Regions from separate parts of the Mus musculus genome. Here all the other regions are linked to region 3. The links are chromatin contacts, called in public promoter capture Hi-C maps. All regions are on one chromosome and are shown on one strand. The core of a region is the stretch at or near the end of the contact, and the rest is flanking DNA. Distances in the headings are between cores, read along the strand shown.

Evidence for each region. Promoter capture Hi-C pulls out the DNA fragments that hold promoters and counts their contacts.
Region 1: a contact with region 3 is called in a promoter capture Hi-C map of pre-B cells, with 3 times the contacts expected there. The contact joins the promoter of Zfp830 here to the promoter of C030013C21Rik in region 3. A contact is called at or near these places in 2 of 39 promoter capture datasets (the 3T3-L1 cell line and pre-B cells) and 1 of 115 datasets of contacts at active chromatin or transcription factors (astrocytes).
Region 2: a promoter capture Hi-C map of pre-B cells shows a contact between it and region 3, with 3 times the contacts expected there. The contact joins the promoter of Pex12 here to the promoter of C030013C21Rik in region 3. A contact is called at or near these places in 4 of 39 promoter capture datasets (the 3T3-L1 cell line, hippocampal neurons, liver and 1 more), 1 of 484 Hi-C or Micro-C datasets (B cells) and 1 of 115 datasets of contacts at active chromatin or transcription factors (astrocytes).
Region 4: a promoter capture Hi-C map of liver shows a contact between it and region 3, with 4 times the contacts expected there. The contact joins the promoter of Slfn2 here to the promoter of C030013C21Rik in region 3. A contact is called at or near these places in 2 of 39 promoter capture datasets (liver and pre-B cells) and 1 of 115 datasets of contacts at active chromatin or transcription factors (bone marrow-derived dendritic cells).
Region 5: a promoter capture Hi-C map of liver shows a contact between it and region 3, with 5 times the contacts expected there. The contact joins the promoter of Fndc8 here to the promoter of C030013C21Rik in region 3. A contact is called at or near these places in 2 of 39 promoter capture datasets (liver and pre-B cells).

The regions. Positions count from the first base shown.
Region 1 is chr11:82,762,264-82,765,837 of GRCm38.p6, reverse strand. It overlaps Zfp830 (zinc finger protein 830), which reads right to left and starts at 1,493. Exons shown (of 1, transcript NM_025884.4): 1 at 1-1,493. The coding sequence starts at 1,466. The coding sequence ends at 375. Cct6b (chaperonin containing Tcp1, subunit 6b (zeta)) reads left to right here and starts at 1,517. Exons shown (of 14, transcript NM_009839.3): 1 at 1,517-1,747. The coding sequence starts at 1,611.
Region 2 is chr11:83,296,689-83,300,373 of GRCm38.p6, reverse strand. It overlaps Pex12 (peroxisomal biogenesis factor 12), which reads left to right and starts at 1,397. Exons shown (of 4, transcript NM_001364762.1): 1 at 1,397-1,662; 2 at 1,821-2,058; 3 at 2,333-2,886. The coding sequence starts at 1,933. It also overlaps a transcript of Ap2b1 not described here.
Region 3 is chr11:80,507,151-80,510,670 of GRCm38.p6, reverse strand. It overlaps C030013C21Rik (RIKEN cDNA C030013C21 gene), which reads left to right and starts at 1,565. Exons shown (of 3, transcript NR_126552.1): 1 at 1,565-2,115; 2 at 2,629-2,736; 3 at 3,126-3,261. The region is part of intron 21 of Myo1d (myosin ID); the gene reads left to right. It overlaps Gm31109 (a long non-coding RNA gene), which reads right to left and starts at 1,394. Exons shown (of 2, transcript XR_003949722.1): 1 at 1,310-1,394.
Region 4 is chr11:83,063,196-83,066,965 of GRCm38.p6, reverse strand. It overlaps Slfn2 (schlafen 2), which reads right to left and starts at 1,854. Exons shown (of 2, transcript NM_011408.1): 1 at 1,623-1,854. The coding sequence starts at 1,672. It overlaps Gm20234 (a long non-coding RNA gene), which reads left to right. Exons shown (of 2, transcript XR_388923.4): 2 at 910-1,225.
Region 5 is chr11:82,890,015-82,893,535 of GRCm38.p6, reverse strand. Fndc8 (fibronectin type III domain containing 8) reads right to left here and starts at 1,391. Exons shown (of 4, transcript NM_030224.1): 1 at 1,136-1,391. The coding sequence starts at 1,341. It overlaps Rad51d (RAD51 paralog D), which reads left to right and starts at 2,912. Exons shown (of 10, transcript NM_011235.4): 1 at 2,912-3,198; 2 at 3,505-3,521. The coding sequence starts at 3,117.

The DNA.
Region 1 (3,574 bases), core at 244-2,743, 2.3 Mb before region 3:
GAGGTCATATAAACATGTGTCTTTTTTATCTGACTAATATAAGGATCAAAACAGAGTGACTTATATAAATATATACTTAGCTATGTGCAATATTTACAACTTAGATTTTACAACTGAAAAACCACATTGAACCTGTAAAGATGAAAAAGTTGGCAATTTGTGGTTATAATTTCAAAAATGTCAAAAACGGTTTTACCTCAAACATTTTATAATAAATAGCACCGCACACAGTACCATCCCCAAAGTATTACTCCTCACTGGCTTACTTTATCCCAACAATTAGGGGTATCCAAGGTCAGAGGAACCCAAGAACTTGGACACAGCACTTTTTAAGGGACAGCGGGGACTGATGGAAAGCTTGGGTCTTCAAAACCTTACAGCAAAGCCCCCTTTACCCTCCAGTCCTGAGACAGCAAATCCTGTAATTCTCCTTCGTCGTCACTGTCCACATTCTCCTCTTCCTTTTTCTGAAGTTCTTTTATGGTCAAAACCTCTTTAAGTTTGTTTTTTATTTCATCCTGGCGATTCCGCAGCTTTTCCACTCGGCGGTAACATTCTATCTGCTCATCAATCTCTCCAATCTGCCGGTCCAACCGTCCCTCCTCATCCTCTTCAGCAACGATCGCTTCAGAGATAGTGTTGACTTGCCTCATAGCCTTTTGAAACTCGTCCCACTCTTTGTCCATCTGATCCTTTGGGGCATCCACCTTCCGGACCTTTGCATCTACCTCAGGGTCGTCGAAGAACCCTTCTGGTAATGCTTCGGCGGTGTTCTCTCTTCTTTCCACCACTTTTTCATGTATTTCTGCTTTCTCAATGGACCCTGAATGAGGAACTAAGGGGGCCTTGGGAGGATTTGTATTAAACGGATCGTTTGGCAGCACATTGCTTGTTGTCTCCCTCGGAGAGGCAAGCGAGTGTTCTTTGCCCTGTGCATCCGGAAGATGCTTGCTGCTGTCCCTTCTTTCTTCTCCACCTCCCTCTTCTTCCTCCTCTTCCTCATCGTCATAATCAGGCAGTAAACCGAGTCCAGGTTTACTGGGGGCCGCCCTAGCGGCATCCAAGTTGGCGGACGAGGCTGAGGTGGAGGGCTGTACCTGAGGTCCCGCGGAGGCCTTGGCTTTCTTGGCGTCTTGGCTCTCCACATCCGTCGCTCTCCTCTTGGTGGCCTGAGGTACAGTGCCGGTCGACGGGCCCTGGGTTGCTCCTTTGGCGCCTTTCAGCTCCGCTACTCTCTCCCGGTGCTGCTTTCCCAGAACATGGGTCTGCCACAGGAGCTCGCTCTTGACCGGGGTGTTACACAGTGCGCAGCTCAGCTGCCCCAGACGGTTGTACTTGGCGAATGGAGATTCGATCCTCTTCCGGTTGGTGCTCAGGCGCTGCTTCTCCCTCATCAAGCGCCTCAGTTCTTCCTGATTCACCACTCGCTTCCCAGCCGGAGTCCGAGTAGAGGTGGAGGACGCCATGTTTGCGCCCAGGACTCAGGCGAGTCTAGCTTCCGAGGCGTGATAGCGTCACTTCCTGTTATGGCGCCGATTGGCCCACACTCAGGAGTGTGGGCGTGGCGCCAGGGTTCGGAGTCGGCAAGTTTGGGGCTGGACTGTTGAACCATGGCTGCGATCAAAATCGCTAACCCTGGCGCTGAAGTGACCCGGAGCCAAGCGGCCTTGGCTGTGAACATCTGCGCCGCCCGTGGGCTGCAGGATGTGCTGCGTCCCACCTTGGGTCCTAAGGGCGCGCTAAAAATGTGAGATGCCGCTAGAGTGTGCGGGGTGTCGCGGCTCACTCTGATTCTGATGCTGATCAGTGAAAACCTGTGAGCAATGCTGCGACATTTAGACACCCGGTTTCCTCTCTCTCACTCCTGCTCTTAGGATTCTCTAGCCGAGGAAGAGAGCGCCTCCCCGAAGAAAAGACTCCGTCAATAGAAACTGTTAGCCTTGTGCGCGCGCTCAGCAGACGTTGGGCTGCAGCTCCGCCGCAGGCAGTATTGTTTTGACGTGGTGGAGTGGTACTGGCTTTGGAGCTAGGCAGGCATAGGTTCAAATTCAAGTTCCATTATCTTCCAGCAGTTGGGACTCTCCGCACCTACAGTTCTTCATGTTTAGTCATCCATTTGGACATATGTTTATTTAGCACCATTGTTTTACGAAGAAAGAAGAGTAGGGGAGATCAAAAGGTCTCTTGGGAAAGAGACACCCTGAGAGGAATGAGCAAAGTAGCGTTTATAGTAAACGAGTCCACTTAACACTAGATGCTGGAAAAACAGATGGGATAGTTTCTGTCCTTTCCTTTAAAAACCTGATTTATATTTACGTGTGCACATCTGTCTGAGTTTATGTGCATCAGGTGTGAGCAGATGCCCCCAGAGGTCAGAGGGTGACAGATCCCTAGAACTCGAGTTATAGGCAGTTGTAAGCCATTTGATATGGGTGCTGGAGACCAAGCTCAGATCCTCTTCAAAAACAATAAGTGCTTTTTAACTGCTGAGCCATCTCTCTAGCCTTTGAGATGGTATCCTTAAAGTGACATGGCAGTGACAGGTATGTCAATTATATAGAGATGCAAATGATTTTACAGAGGAAAGGGCCCAATTACCGATGATTGAAGGAAAATCCTCTCAGATATCAGGGGATGTTTGATCAGAGTTGTAGAAGAATGAGTGACAGGAATCAAGACCTCCTAGTGGTGTAAATCCACCAGAAATAAACATTATAATGCATTAAGGGAACAGAAAGACCTACTGTGGGAATAATGGTGGATGGAACAGGAGAGTTTGGAAAAGGCCAAGTATGTTACTGATAAATTACCTGGATTTTTATCTTGAAGATGGTAGAGAATGTAACATCTTTGAAGGATTGGTGATCAGGAAACTGAATCCCATTGCCTTTTAGAAAGATGTAGCATGGAGGGTTGATTCAAATTAGGAGACAAGATGCTGTCTAAGCAGTCTAGGAAGGATAACAATTAAATTGGAGAGAGATGTCCAAAGGCATTTTAATTGTAGAATTGACTAAGCTTGGTGATTTAATAAATGCAAGGCACTAGACAACTAAATTCAGTGGCTGAATCATGACATTCACCAAGATAAAAACCTACAGAAATTTGTAGATTTGTACTCTGTTTCATACTTTTAAAAAAATATTTATTTTTATCATGTATACAATGTTCTACTTGCATGTATGCCTGCATGCCAGAAGAGGGCACCAGATCTCATTATAGATGGTTGTGAGCCACCATGTGGTTGCTAGCAATTGAACTCAGGTCCTATGGAAGAGCAGCCAGTGCTCTTAACCTCTGAGCCATCTCTCCAGCCCTGTTTTATACTTTTCATTAGCCAACATGTATAACTCATCAGCTCGTGTTTAAACCATAAATGCTCTGTTTGGAATGAAATTACTGTAAGGTCATCCGGGAGAACTAATCCCATGAGACGCAAGTGGCAGTCACTACCACATGTCACCACGTGGCTCAGTGTAGCGTTTCCAAGCCCAGTCAACTGTTTTTAGGACCATAAATGGCAAGAACTCGGGAGGGTTTGTTGATTCTTGGCTTGTGTAGTTAAGCACCATTG
Region 2 (3,685 bases), core at 148-2,647, 2.8 Mb before region 3:
TTGCTATTCACTTAAAAGCATAAACAGCTAGAGAGATGCTCAGTGGGCTGGAGAGATGGCTCAGTGGGCTGGAGAGGTGGCTCAGTGGGCTGGAGAGGTGGCTCAGTGGGCTGGAGAGATGGCTCAGTGGGCTGGAGAGGTGGCTCAGTGGGCTGGAGAGGTGGCTTGGTGGGCTGGAGAGATGGCTCAGTGGTTAACAGCACTGGTTGCTCTCGCAGAGGACCTGACTTTGGTTCCCAGCACACACATGGTCTGTAACTCCAGTTCCAGAGAATCAAACATACTTTTTTGACCTTTGCAGTTACCAGGCTGCATGTGGCACATACATATATGTGCCAGCAAATACTAGTACAACCTAAAAATCTTTTTAAAATTAAGACCCCATTGGTTAGCATGCGATATTTACCAGATGCTTTATGTAGTTCTCGGGTCCTTAAAACTCAAGGCTGAGCACGAAAGCCAACTTGAATGCTAGCCAAGGATATGTACATAAACCTTAAGACTCTTAAGCTGAAGCCGGGCGTTGGTGGCGCATGCCTTTAATCCCAGCACTCGGGAGGCAGAGGCAGGCGGATTTCTGAGTTCGAGATCAGCCTGGTCTACAGAGTGAGTTCCAGATCAGCCAAGGGCTACACAGAGAAACCCTGTCTCGAAAAAAAAAACCAAAAATCAAAAAAACTTTTAAGCTGAAACAAACATTATTTAAAACAAAAATCTTTAATACTTTTTAGAAATTCAACAATTGCACTTCTGACAGTGACTTTAGTGAAGTATGGATCATACTTTAGAACTATAAAAAAACTTCAAAATTTAAATTGAAACTAAAACCAATCCCTTTATAAGGTTCTCATTATACAAACCAATTGCCCACTTTTATACCCTAAGGTCCTCTAGAGCTGAATGCTACTATTCAGTTCGAGAATCATAACGATCCCTGCGCTGCTAATACTGCTAATACCTACTGAGCTGGAGGGCAGGAATCAATTTCATCTAGCAGAATGTGCCTAGAGCTATAACTTAATTTTACACATGGATGACAAGTTAAGCTGTCTGTAAGTAAGTAAAAAAGTAGCCGTCCTAAATTCTGGTAGGCAAGAATGAATCTTTTGTCATTTTAGTAAAACTTGCTGATAACTGACTAACACTCGGGAAGGTGGCCGACTTTGAGCTAAGCACCACCTGGCAGAAAGGACCTGGCTTGATCTCCCATGGCAACCGGCGTCAGGCAGGGACCCCAGCTCGGCACAGAGGCTCGAGTACCGCCCTCCAGGAAGCTTCGCTCAGAGCTAACCAGGAACAGAATGCACTCACTGCACTAACCCGTCGCCTCGTCGTCAGGGGGGCGGAAACGGAAGTCCCAGTTGGTCATAGAGTTCCCGAGTTCCGGCTCAGGGCTACATTCGATGCTAGAGCGCCTGTCTTCCGCCCGCCGTGTGGAGGTCCTCGGAGCTTCTGTTTCCGGGTACGGTTTCGGTCACAAAGCCGAGACCTCCTTTCGCAGGTGGCGTCACGGGTCCTCTGCTCCGTGCCCGAGGTCAGCAAGCAAGGACGGGCGCTTCTCAGGCAGCCGCCGGAGCCGGGCCTCGCAGCTCCCGGACTGCGGTTCGAGCGACACGTTTCTTGGCCCACTCCCCGCCTCCGAGTCACGCTCTGCCCTGTGAGGTGCAGCATTTGACAAGTCATTCCCCAGACCCCACGTGCCACGTCCCCAGCTCCGGAGTTAACAGTCCTTACTTTGAGACTCCCTCTCCTCCGCCTCCATATAAGCTCCCCCCACCCACCCCCGTTGATTTTTCACTCCTGTAAAATTCAATTTTTAGTTTCAGGTGCCATGCAGAAGGACTAAGACTCAGCACCCGTTTGATACAAAAACAAGTTCATGCTCACTAGAGTGTTCGTGGGAAAAGTGAATCCCAGTTCACACAAGACACAATGGCTGAGTATGGGGCTCACATCACAACTGCTTCAGTGGCGGACGACCAGCCATCCATCTTTGAGGTGGTAGCACAGGACAGTTTAATGACAGCAGTGAGACCCGCTCTTCAGCATGTGGTCAAGGTAAGGTATTACTTCTCTGAATCGTTTCAGGGACGACTGGATAAAACTCCAAACATTTTACTAGTAACCCTAAGTTTGCAATGATCGCCATGTGTCATTTGTATCCAGGACTTAATGGGCATCCATTCAAAGAGCTCTGTACTCCATTCCTATGACCTCAGGAACTCAGACTATACCCCAAAAGCCAATTACTTAAGCCAGGTGTATTGAATTTAAAAGGAAAAGGCTGATGTGAATACAAACTGAAGACTGTAATAAAATGTTTTTGCATCAGGTTCTTGCAGAATCAAATCCTGCGCACTATGGCTTCCTCTGGCGGTGGTTTGATGAAATCTTCACTCTGCTAGACTTCCTGCTCCAGCAGCATTATCTTTCTAGAACTAGTGCCTCATTTTCTGAACACTTTTATGGCTTAAAGCGGATTGTGGCAGGGAGCTCGCCGCATCTTCAGAGACCGGCCAGTGCTGGTCTTCCCAAGGAACACCTCTGGAAATCTGCCATGTTCCTTGTCCTTCTTCCCTATCTGAAAGTGAAGCTAGAGAAGCTGGCTTCTAGCTTGAGAGAAGAAGACGAATACTCTATTCACCCCCCTTCTTCTCGCTGGAAACGATTCTACAGAGCCTTTCTGGCGGCCTACCCTTTTGTTAACATGGCCTGGGAAGGCTGGTTTCTTACACAACAACTGCGTTACATCTTGGGGAAAGCTGAGCATCACTCTCCCCTGCTGAAACTGGCTGGAGTTCGGTTAGCTCGACTGACAGCTCAGGACATGCAAGCTATCAAACAGAGACTGGTTGAAGCCAGTGCAATGCAGGAGCCCGTCAGAAGGTAAGGCCATTCCTAAAACCCCTTTATTAACAAAATTTGAAAATTTGTACCAATCATCCGGTCTACCCTAGCTATTAAGTCACAGAAGTTATTCCTCACATCCATAAAGCATGGGCCACCATCCTGGTGACCTCTCTCATAATAGGCACACCTTTGTGCATGCTTGGTGTATGTAAGAGCCCCATGCGTGGTATTTGCTTTGTGTTATCTTATGCCTCATCACAACCTGAATTAAATGCAGTGGCTTCATTTAACAGTTGAGGGAACCACTAGCCAGAAGATGGCAGAGCAAAGATTCAAGGCAAAGCGATATAATTAATTCTAAAGACTTCTTACCAAGGATGCAACATTACCTTTGTGGAGTGTTAATTCTCTCACAAGTTCAACATGTATGCATCCCAGTGTTGATAAGTTACTTTTTAGGTAAACTGCTTCTTCTGGATGGATTATCTATCTTCCATTTAAAAATTCTCTAAAGTTAAGTATCTGATGCCTTTCTCAAATCAAAACCTAAGTTTCTGTTGTTAAAAACAGCTTGGGGGCCGGGCAGTGGTGGCACACACCTTTAATCCCAGCACTTGGGAGGCAGAGGCAGGCGGATTTCTGAGTTCCAGACCAGCCTGGTCTACAAAGTGAGTTCCAGGACGGCCAGGGCTACACACAGAAACCCTGTCTCGAAAAACAAAAACAAACAAACAAAGAAGTTTGGGGTACAGCAGGAGAAATGGCACCGTGGTTATGTAAATGGCATGTACTGCTCTTCCAGAGGAACAGAGATCAACCCCCAGAACCCATATGT
Region 3 (3,520 bases), core at 316-2,815:
TTGGCCCAGGGTATATTAAATGCCTTCCACCAAGCTTATATAAGTGAGGCTGCAGGCTAGATCCTTGAACCTGAGGAGCAAGTCCTAAGATAGGAAGCTTCCCCGGAACGAGAAGGGGTGGATCTGGTCACCTAAGAGACTGGATGGAGATAGAACAGTACAAGGAAGAGCAAGTGGAACCCCGGGGCGGACAGTCGAGCACCCGAGGGCTCTTCTGCAGCCCTTGGTTGGATGGAGACTGTGTTCACGTGCCCGTTTTAAAGCAGAAACTTGTATCTTACCCCACTTACTGTAATGGTGGGGGCTGGGAAACGACTTCAGCATGGTGCTGTGTATGAAGCCAGTGTTTCCACTGGCTTGTGTCTGGCATGGTGGAGGTTGGGTAGAGAAGGAGGTGCACCAGAGAATGTAGACACAGGTGTGAACTGCCTCGCTGCCCTAAGAGGGGCTCTGTGAGAGGCAGCTGAGAACAGCGCCACAAGGTTAATGGGAAAGTCGTCTTGATGGGCAAACTCCTTGTCAAGAATGCCTTGGGAACAGGGGTTCAGGCTTCTCAACCCACAGAAAAGAAAGTTTCAAGAGGCTGGCGACAAAGGCTCAGCTAGCCAGCCCCGCTCTTCTCTGTTTACCTGTGTGTGTATCCTTAGCCCAAATGTGCCTTCGAGCCCAGCATTTTCATACATCTCTTCTCTGAAGCCCTTTTTCTGACAGGGAATTGACAAAGGACTCAGTTTGAATATATTGAGATCAATTGAAAAAGAGGCAATTTGAAGAACAGAAAATTGGAGACTGGAAATGTAGCTCAGTTTACCGAGCATTGGCCTAGCGTGCACAAGACTGTGCGTTCCGTCCCCAGTGAAGAACATTTGATGTCAAAAAAAAAAAAAAAAAAAAAAAAAAAAAAAAGGCATAGATGGGGGAGGGAGGAATTCTTGGGGAGTCCAAGACATCATCAGTCAGCTATCTGCCGAGCCTCACTATGTGCTAGCTAAAAGGGTTTAGATTTATAAAGAAAATAGATGCCTAAAAGTAATGTTCCATACAGCCCTCGGAGTAATGCGGTTAAGGGACAAGTGAGGCTGACATGGGAGCAAGAAAAAGCTCCCAAATTAACACCTAGAAGCAGGTCTAAACGCCACCTAGATTGGAAACAGTCTATGCAGAAGCCTAAAGGCAAAAAGCTGTATGCTGTAGCTGAAGACCCTCCAGAGAAAGGCAGGCAGGAGGTGTGTGTGTGCCAAGAAGCAAAGCCATGCAAGAGAGCAGAGGAGATGGGATCTGGACCAGTTCTCCTGGATAGCGTACGCACATCAGCCTGGTACCTGTCTCATCTGATGCTGGCTCTGAAGGGGGCTCCAGGCAGGCTAGTGAGCTGCCTCATTCTCTCTGCATTCTTTTGTGACATCAGAGTTTGCAGGACAGAAGTTCTGTGGCGCTCCCTCATCTTAGAAACCCTGTGGGAGGGCCCCTGCGTCACACCTGGCGTTTATGGGTCAGAAACATTTGGAATCTCCCTTTCTAGCGGAATTCTGCACATGTCCCCCACCAGAGCAGGTGATCGGACACACAGATCTGATGTCATCCCCAGGAGAAAAGCTTGTGAGCTCACCTAAAGAAAGGGGGATCTTAGAACTCACATGCCGAGAGCTGTCAGATAATACCGGCTAGAGATCAAGCCGCGGCAGCTGCCTTCCACAGCTGCCGCCTTGCAGCTGCCTCTCAAGCAGTTAGTGGGGCTAAAAATAACCAAGAGCTAACTCGCAGCAAGCTACCAAGCCTTAGAAAGAAGTGTGGGGAAGGAGATTGCGGGTGGCAGTCTGGGCCCTCAGAGTGGATGTCAGAGGAATACCCACCCGGTGGCCCAGGCGGCATCAAAGGCCTTCAGAGTCCATGTGTCTGTGTAGATCAAACCTCCTGCTGCCACTTCACAACTGGTAGCCCAGGCTGTTGCCTACTGACTGCTTCCGGTTTCTAATCTCAGCTGTAACCCAAGTTGTGTTGATGCCTCGGGAAACAGAAGTAACGAAGTAGGAATGAACAGTTTCCTGTTTGTACCCTAAACTTGAACCGGTGGCCTGAGCAGCAAGTGTGCAGGGGCCCGGATACTCAACAGAGGTGTGTGTGTGACTCTCTTTTTAATTGTGAAACTAAACTGGGACTTTCTCACCAGCAAAGCAAAAAAAAAAAAAAAAAAAAAAAAAAAAAAAAAAAAACCCTGAGGTGACATCAAAAGGAAACACGGTCCATCAAAATCAGAAACGGGGGTGGTTATAGCGTGGGAAACTACACAGATAAATATGCTCATTTAGCATCGGAGAGAATAGATGTGCTTTCCTGAGCATATGAAGCCATTGATGCTTTTTTGTAAGAAAAACGAATTGACCCCTGGTTGTCGCAGCTCTGTGGTCATCAGCACAGCGATCACAGGGTGTGCTCGTGAGGCTGTTGTGGCTCTCCAGCCATGGTGCTGAGCGTACTCTGTCCTGGATCGTTCAGTTTGGATCTCCCCTAGATTCCCATTCATGGCCCAGGACAGAGGCAAGCAGAGGTTAGGAAATTTGCCCTGTTGATCCCGACTTGTCCAGGGCCAGAAAAGACTGCCCCCCCAGCCATTTTTCCCTCCCACAGGATGGCCCTGAAGGTCTAGTTGGTCATGAGACTGACAGGAGTGACTCCTGACAGACCTGTGGGTTTCCTGTGGACTCTTGCTGTGGCTCTCGTGTACTCCCATTAGAGGTGCTGATCTGTGCTGCCTCCCTTTCTCCTATGAGTGAATTGAGTGGGCGGGCAGATGGGTGGGTGGGTGAGTGAGTGAGTTGGGTTGGTAAGTGGGTGAGGGTGGGTAGGTGAGTTGGGTGCGTGGGTGGGTGCGTGGGTGAGTGAGTGAACTTGGGTGAGTGGATGGTTTGGCTGAATGAGTGAGTTGGGTTGGTAAGTGGGTGAGTCGGGTGGGTGGGTGAGTTGGGTGGGTAGGAGAGTGGGTGAGTCGATGAACGAGTGGGTGGGAATCTTGGGTGTGCCATACAAGTGTCACTCTGCCACTAACCACCTATGTGGTTTGAGGGCATTTTGTTGGCTTGGTTGGGTGGGTGAGTTTTTTCTCCTTTCCTGGTTTATTTTGGCAGGGTCTCCTCTGTAACATAGGCTAACCTTGAACTCCTCATCCTACCTGCCTCCATTTCCCTAGTACTGGGACCGCAGGCTTGCACCACTCCAGCCAGCTCAAGGCATAGTATCTCTGAAATAAAGCCGTTCGATTATAACCAAGGTCCCTCCTGTGCTAAGTACCTGTTTTTCCTTTCCTTCCTCCCTGGCTCTTCCTGGTCTTTCATTATGTACAGTGGGCACACAGTGCTGCTAAGTGGCTGAGGGCGCATCTCAGATAGTAAGGAGACCAGCAATCACTGGGATGTGGGCATGGAACACACAGCAATCTGGCTCTTCCACAAGGAAACCAGAAATATATTTTGGCTCTGGCACCTCCCTAGCCCTGTTCTCAACTGCCTTGTCCATCCTCACA
Region 4 (3,770 bases), core at 605-3,104, 2.6 Mb before region 3:
ACCGGAATACATCCCTGTTAAGCCACCACCTTTTTTTTTTCCCTCCCTATTCAAACCCACTAACCAAAAGCAAGCTTTCAGAAGTCGTTTCAGTTCCTCCCTGTCAGAAGCTGCAGCCCGCCCCCGCCCTACTCTCCTAAGCAGTCTCTGTTCTTCCCCATTCCCACCCAGGCACGCATACAGAATCCCCTGAGCCAGGCTCTGTTCTCAGCCAGCACCACAGCTCACACCAAAGTACAAAAGAACAGTGGTCACAACATGCCCCAGCCCCGGGAAATTCAGAAATCACAGGTCTCTGTGCAGTCACATTTACAGGAGCTGTGGGGTAGCCTGGGATACAGGCCATTGCACTCGTACATCCGTGACTATGGAAAATTGTCAATTGTTTAAAATGTGCATCTTTTAGGCATGTATCTGAGACTTGTTCCTTCACAAAAAAAAAAAAAAAGGCTGGGTGATCTACAAACCCAGGCATGTAAACTCATTAACCACCCTGCAGTTTTAGGTCTGCTTTACCATTCAGACTCCCATCCGCCGCTCCCACCCCAACCCCCCAACCCCCAACCCCCCCAACCCCCAAAATGCTAGTGTCGACTAGAGAAAGTTCTCAGAGACTTTGGTCTGGAATTTAAAGTGTCTTGTTAGCTGTCCTCAGAGGGAAAGAGCATGGCATCCAGATGCAGGCACTGCAGATTGGCAGGCAAACACAGAGGCAGGAGCAGTAGTAGCTGCCTCTTGGAGGAAAAGAAGAGATGGAGAATTCTTTGCACACCTCTGAAAGTGCTTGGCAGTTGGTGGAAGAGAACATTATAAGCTTTTCAGGGCTCTAGTGCACCTATCTCGTTTCTCATCTTGAATACAGTTCCCCTTCTTCCTGTCGCTCAGACACATTTACTTATCCTCCCACAGGATCCAGTGGGGAACCCTCAAGATGCTCTGATGACCAGCAGGAGCCTGATTTCCTAGGGACTAGAGGCTGCTTATTTCTTCTCCTGCCCCTGCTAACTGTGCCAGGTGCCTGCTGTGTGTGGATAAAAGGGCCCCACACACCACAGATATCTCTCCCCCTTCCTCTCCCCTTCTCCTCCTCTGCTCTCATTTCTCTCAACCTTACCTCCTGTGTGTTTCCATGTCTCTCTCTGCCTGTCTGCCCTTTTCCCTCCTTACTGTTTCAACTCTGAGGCACCTTTCACTCTCCTCTCCCAAATAAACCTCTTACACGAGATCTGTTGCATGACATATTTTCTCAGGGATACACCATGGCACAGACCTGCCAAAAGTACCCAACGCCTGGCTTGCATTTTCATCCTCCCACCGTCTGCCTCAATAGTTCAGGCTCAGGCCAAGCAGAACCTAAGCTCTCTCCCTGGTCCTCCCCTGAACCAAGAAGACACAGGCATTTGCCCTCCCAGACAGCTCACCAGGTGCCTAATCCCTTCACAGCCGGTTTGTTAACACTTTGTTAAAATGGGCTACCAAGGCTCTAAGGAGCCAAGATGCCAGTAGAGACAGAAACTAACCATGGTCCCAGAGCAACTAGACTGTACCCAGGGTTGGAAGTGAGGGACAGAAATGACATTAGGGGTAGGACTTGAGTAGACTATATGTCTGTGGTTACTTACCTCTGAGTTCTGTGGTTGCTTTGCTCAGTTGCCTCAAGTCTAGTACCCATGTCAGCAGTCTTGGTAAAGCAGGCTAGTGTCACCTGAGAAAGACCCTCTGTCTGCAACAAGTCCTGGCCAGCAGATGTCTTCGCCGGTGGGCTTTGGCACTTGGAAGAGTTCTAACTGCAGCCCTGGTTGTGTGTTCACCTCTAAGCCCATGTGAGTTCTTTGTTCCTTGCTGCATTAAAGCATTGCACAGACTGGTGGAAGACTGGAAATCCCAGAACTGTCACCCTCCAGGAAGTGAAAGCCCTGCCTCCACTTTTCTATTGGGCAGACTGTAACACAAGCTCACAGTTGACTAGTCAGATTTCTATCTGCCTCAGGCATTCCCAAGCAGCAAAGTCCATTTGCTCAAAAGAGCAGGTGCCCTTGTTAACGCCTTTAGAGTCCCTCCAGTCCCGGGTTTAAGATGGGCACAGCAGGATCCTCTCTGCCAGCAGATTCCTTCTCTCTATGGGATTCCCAGGGCTACCCTAAAGCAGTACACCTCTTTTGCTACTTTGTTACAGTAACACCTCCCTAACCAGCCTTAAGAAACTGATTGGGGAGGGGGGGTGGGGTGGGAGAGGGGGCTTGAGGGAAGGGAAAGGGAGTTGGGGGTGGATGGGAGAGGGAGTTGGGGGAGGAAGGAAGGACCGGGGCCAGGACCAGGAAAGGGGATAACATTTGAAATGTAAATAAAGAAAATATCCAATAAAATAAATATTAAAAAAGAAAAGATAAGAAAAGAAAAGAAATAGGGCTGGAGAGATGGTTCAGTGGATAAGAGCACTGACTGCCCTTCCAGAGGTCCAGAACTCCACTGTCCCTCCAGCCTAAGGGTCCAGAACAGGGCTCTTTCTTCCCTGTGGGCTGTTTCATTGCCTGTCACCACCAGACCAGCTCTGAGGAAACTGACTCAGAGACCTTTAGAATCTCTTTCTTAATCTCTAATTTAAGAAATAAAGTACAGGAGGTTTCTGGAGTTCTCGTGGGTTGATGGAAACATGCAAAAACGTAAAGGAGAATATTTGCATCAGTAATGAAGAAGACCAAAAATGAAGAAAGACAAAATTTTCCTTCTGTACTTGTCAGGAGGTGAAAGAAGAAGTTGCTAGGGGGAGTCCAATGAGTCACCCTCCTCCAGTATCCCAAGCACAACCTCTTGCTCAGAACTGTACCCTCCCGTTCCTAAGGAATGTCACAAGACTAGCCAGAGACCAGGGCAAGCCAACAACCAGGGCTTTGAGGGACATGAGGAAGAAAAGAACAGGGGTAGGGAAAGTGGGGGAGCCAGGGAGGAGCAGCATCTGGACAGAGGCAGCTGCTGGGTGGAGAAAGTCCAGTGCCCATGCTCTGTGTGCCTGAAGTCTTCTCTTCTTTCTCTCCCCTCTTCACTCTCCTCCCTCCTCCCTCCTCCTCCTCCTCCTCCTCCTCCTCCGAGCTCCTCCTCCGAGCTCCTCCTCCGAGCTCCAGTTCAGTTCCAAAGTCAGTGAGAAGGAATTCAACTCCAAAGGTCTGGGATTAGAACTGCAGCAAACTCTGGGGACTTCTCCATCAAGGACAAAGTGCAGTGCCCAGGCTTAAGGAAGGAGGCAGCCAGGAGAGCATTTATAAGGAGACAGCTCTCCGAGTCCAGCCACCTCGGGGACAAGTTCTCCATCGGCTGGCAGGGTCCAGCTGAGTCTATGTTCCCAGGAACTAGCTCCTTTGTTGCCTTCTCATCTTGAGTTACAGGTCAAATATCCAGGGTAAGGCCTGACCACCAGGGCTTGGAGTCAAAGACCTTCAAGCCAGGTGGCCCAGATAAGGCCTAATCACCAATTTATCACCAATACTTTCTCCTGTCCTATGACTGACAACTGCCCCACCTACCAACCCCCACCCCCACCCCGCCCTGCCTAAGTCAGAGCAAAAGAGCAATGGAGACACCATTGCCCAACCCCTTGTGTCAAAATGTGATTGTACAACGCTAGGAGCCACCAACCTCCACCTCTCTCTGTGGTCTCATACTTTATAAATATGTGATGCAATTTCCCTTCAGGAACAGTCAGCTCCCGACCTCAGTGACCATCCCGTTGTTCCTGACTGGTCAGTTTTTGCTGCCTAATTGGTGATCAGAGG
Region 5 (3,521 bases), core at 142-2,641, 2.4 Mb before region 3:
CGTTTGTTTGTTTTGAGACAGGGTTTCTCTGTGTAGCCCTGGCTGTCCTGGAACTCACTCTGTAGACCAGGCTGGCCTCGAACTCAGAAATCTGCTTGCCTCTGCCTCCCAAGTGCTGGGACTAAAGGCATGTGTCACCACTGCCCAGCAAAAAAAAAAAAAAAAAAAAAAAAGCAATTATAAAAGATTTCGATGGGCGGTGGTGGCACACACCTTTAATCCCAGCACTTGGGAGACAGAGACAAGCAGATTTCTGAGTTTGAGACCATCCTGGTCTACAGAGTGAGTTCCAGGACAGCCAGGGCTACACAGAGAAACCCTGTCTCGAAAACAAACAAACAAACAAACAAAAAAAGATTTCATGTCTGGGGCTGGAGAGATGACTCAGTGGTTAAGAGCACGCACTGGCTGTTCTTGTAGAAGACAGAGTTCAATTCCCAGCATCCACATAGTAGCTCAAGACAGTGCTAACAGAACATTAGATTAAGCCCAGGGCCCACTCACGGGTCACTTCAATGAGATTGTACTATTTCCTCAGTAGTCACCCTGCACACCGTTTCCCTGGAAATCTTCCTCTAAGAAGTCTCCCTTTTTTGCACCATATCCCAAGCTATCCCAAGCCCTTGGTTTCTCAAGCTGCCCTGTGACGGCATTTACCAGGCTGTACTGTATCTCCTTTATTGTCTGATGCCCCCCACCTCTGACACCACTGGCACCAGGCGTGACATTTTTTTTGGAGGCAGGGACCATGTTTCCCACCTCTGCATCCCCCAACTTGATGCTGGGTCATATTTCTCACCAGGAAGCAGAGAGTTTTGTGGTATGAAGCAGAGAAAATTCAGACTGACTTAGCAGACCAGTGAACCTCAGCTGGAAGGCAGGTGGGGCATTAAAGTGAGAGAAATGAGGGAGAGAAGACAGGGGTAGCAGAGAGTGGCAAGCAGAATAGGAAGCACCCCCTGGCTAGTCCAGGAAGGTCAGCTAGAATGGGGAACCCACATCCTCTCAAAACTGATGTGGGGCTCAGGGCGGGTGCATGGGGAACCTCCTGATATGTTCTTCCCTGAAGGACCCACCACAGTGGGCTGCAAAGCTTCTCCAGCCTTAGAAATGAGGACCCCAAATCGTGTCTTACATGACATCGGTGTTTTCTTCCTCTGAGAAGCTGGCCAAGCTGCGTCTTGACGGGAGCAGGAGGCCTTTGGTAGCCATGGACCGGTTAATAAACTTAGGATTTGGACAGGGCTTTGGCAGTTGGTCAATCACATTGATAACATTGAGGGCTTCCTTCTTCGGTACAGCCTCCTCTCCACCCCCCACTTTACAGAATACCGTCGCCATCTGGTGTGGGTGGGGCGCAGGGTTGCCACCACCCTCCAGGACAACCAGCTGGCAGGAAGCAGAGAAAAACTGAGGCAAAGGTCTCACCCTTCATTTGGGTGAGAAGGTTTGCAGTGCTCTGACTTCACAATCATCACAGAGTGTAACAATCGGGGGGCCAGCCTCCCCTTGATAGGAAGTTTGCTGTGCAGCTGGACAGACCAAACGCCTGGGTTAGGGGTGGGCTTGAGCCAAGAAAGAAACTTGATGGCCCCTTCCAGCACACATGACCCTCTCTAGGTCACGTTTGTGGTCACAACTACTCGGTCCTCTTCTGAGGACTTCAAAAGGCTTAATTGCCTGTGCCTCTTTAGAGCTGTCCAGGAAGGGGTAGCAGGCTAGTGGCACAGAGAACACCACTTGGCCTGAGCCAACCAGACTTTGAAGAGAAGGCCTTTGCCTACTGATACTTCTAAGGCTCTCTATCCTGGGATCTAAGCAGCAAATCCCACCATAGCCAGTAACGCAGGCACAGTGAAAGCTTACTGTGGGTTGTAGCTCACAGAGTAGCTGGTTTCAGGGCCAGGATTCCAAACACCTTGAAAGATTGAGAGACAATGGTGAACATGAGGAGATATTTCTAAAAATGAGCCCTGCAGCTGGATATGGACTGGAGATTCAGTTCTGTGCTTCCTATCTGTATAAATCAAAGAATAACAATCTTACTGAGCCCAAATTCCTTCAACTACAAAATACAGGCAGAAATAGAACCTCACTCGTGGGTTTTGTAAAACTGCTTTATTTCTTCCACTAGATGTGGTTAAAAAAATCAAAATAGTATTTTATATACTCAAGCATTTCCCTACTTCCATTAAAACCTCTGGAAAATGTTGGGCTAGACAAATGGCTAAGTGGTTAAGAGCACTGACTGCTCTCCCAGAAGACCAGTACCCACATGGTGGCTCTTAACCATCTGTAACTCCAGTCCAAGGGATCTGACCCTCTCTCTGGCTGCCTTGGGTACCAGGCATGCCAGGATTGCATAGACATCCATGCAGGCAAAACATCTATATACGTAAGATAGAACTTGATAAATTTGGAAAATATAGGGACACAGGTACTCTCTGTGAACTTCGCTGGATCTCAGCTTGATCATACAATCTGTAATGATCTGAATTGATCCACTTTCATTGTCTTCCTAACAAGAATGCTACTAGAAGTCAGGGATGCTTCACTCTGTAAATATTGAGTTAGGTAGAGTGAGTGTCCCCTAGCTTTGCAAATAGAGGCTGGTATACACAAGAGACTCGTTGGAAGACTCGCTGGACACACAAAATGTGTGTGTGTGTGTGTGTGTGTGTGTGTGTGTGTGTGTGTGTGTGTGTGTGTGTGTGTGTGTGTGTGTGTGTGTGTGTGTGTCGGTGTGTGTGCTTGTGTCTCTGTGCATGTATGTAAGCTCTAGGTGTGCTTGCAGGTGGCTGGCGCGAGTCGCAAAGCCTCTGTGTTTGCCCTCATGGTCAGCAGATGGCGCTGCAGGCCTGGCCTACAAAAGACGCTCCAGTCCCGGAACCCGGAAGCGTCGGCCGGAGGGGGCGGGCCTAGGGCGCCTAGAGTCTTGCGAGTTGGGAAGGGTTAGTGTCCCTCACCTCGACTTGCATCCTCTTCCCGCCCCTTCGTCCCGCGCTGGCACGCCAGGACCTTTTCCCTAAGTAGAACTGAGGAATGCCCAGAGTGGGGGACTCGGCGAGCGCCCAAGTGACAGAGAGCCCCCAGGGCATCCTGGGTTTGTAGGGACTATGGGCATGCTCAGGGCAGGGCTGTGCCCGGGCCTCACCGAGGAGACCGTCCAGCTTCTCAGAGGCCGAAAGATAAAAACAGGTGACCTCATGGGCACTACCCCGGGGGTCGGCACCGTGGTCGTGGTACACATACGGGGCCTTTTGCTCTAACAGGATGGCCGCACTCTTCCTCTGACTTTCTGAGGAAGCTGGGTTCGCAGGAGCCGAGGCAGAGGATTTTACTGAGTGCTGGGCCCTTTGCGGGGTCGGTCCTGCATCAGGGCCTGCGTGCTCGAGATAGGTAGTAGAATAAGACCTTAATCCCGTTTGACAACAGAGCAAAAGGCAAATGTGGCAAGGCTAAGCCATTCCTGCTGCCAATCACCTGCACCTGCTCTCTTTCCAGTGGCAGACCTGGCAGCT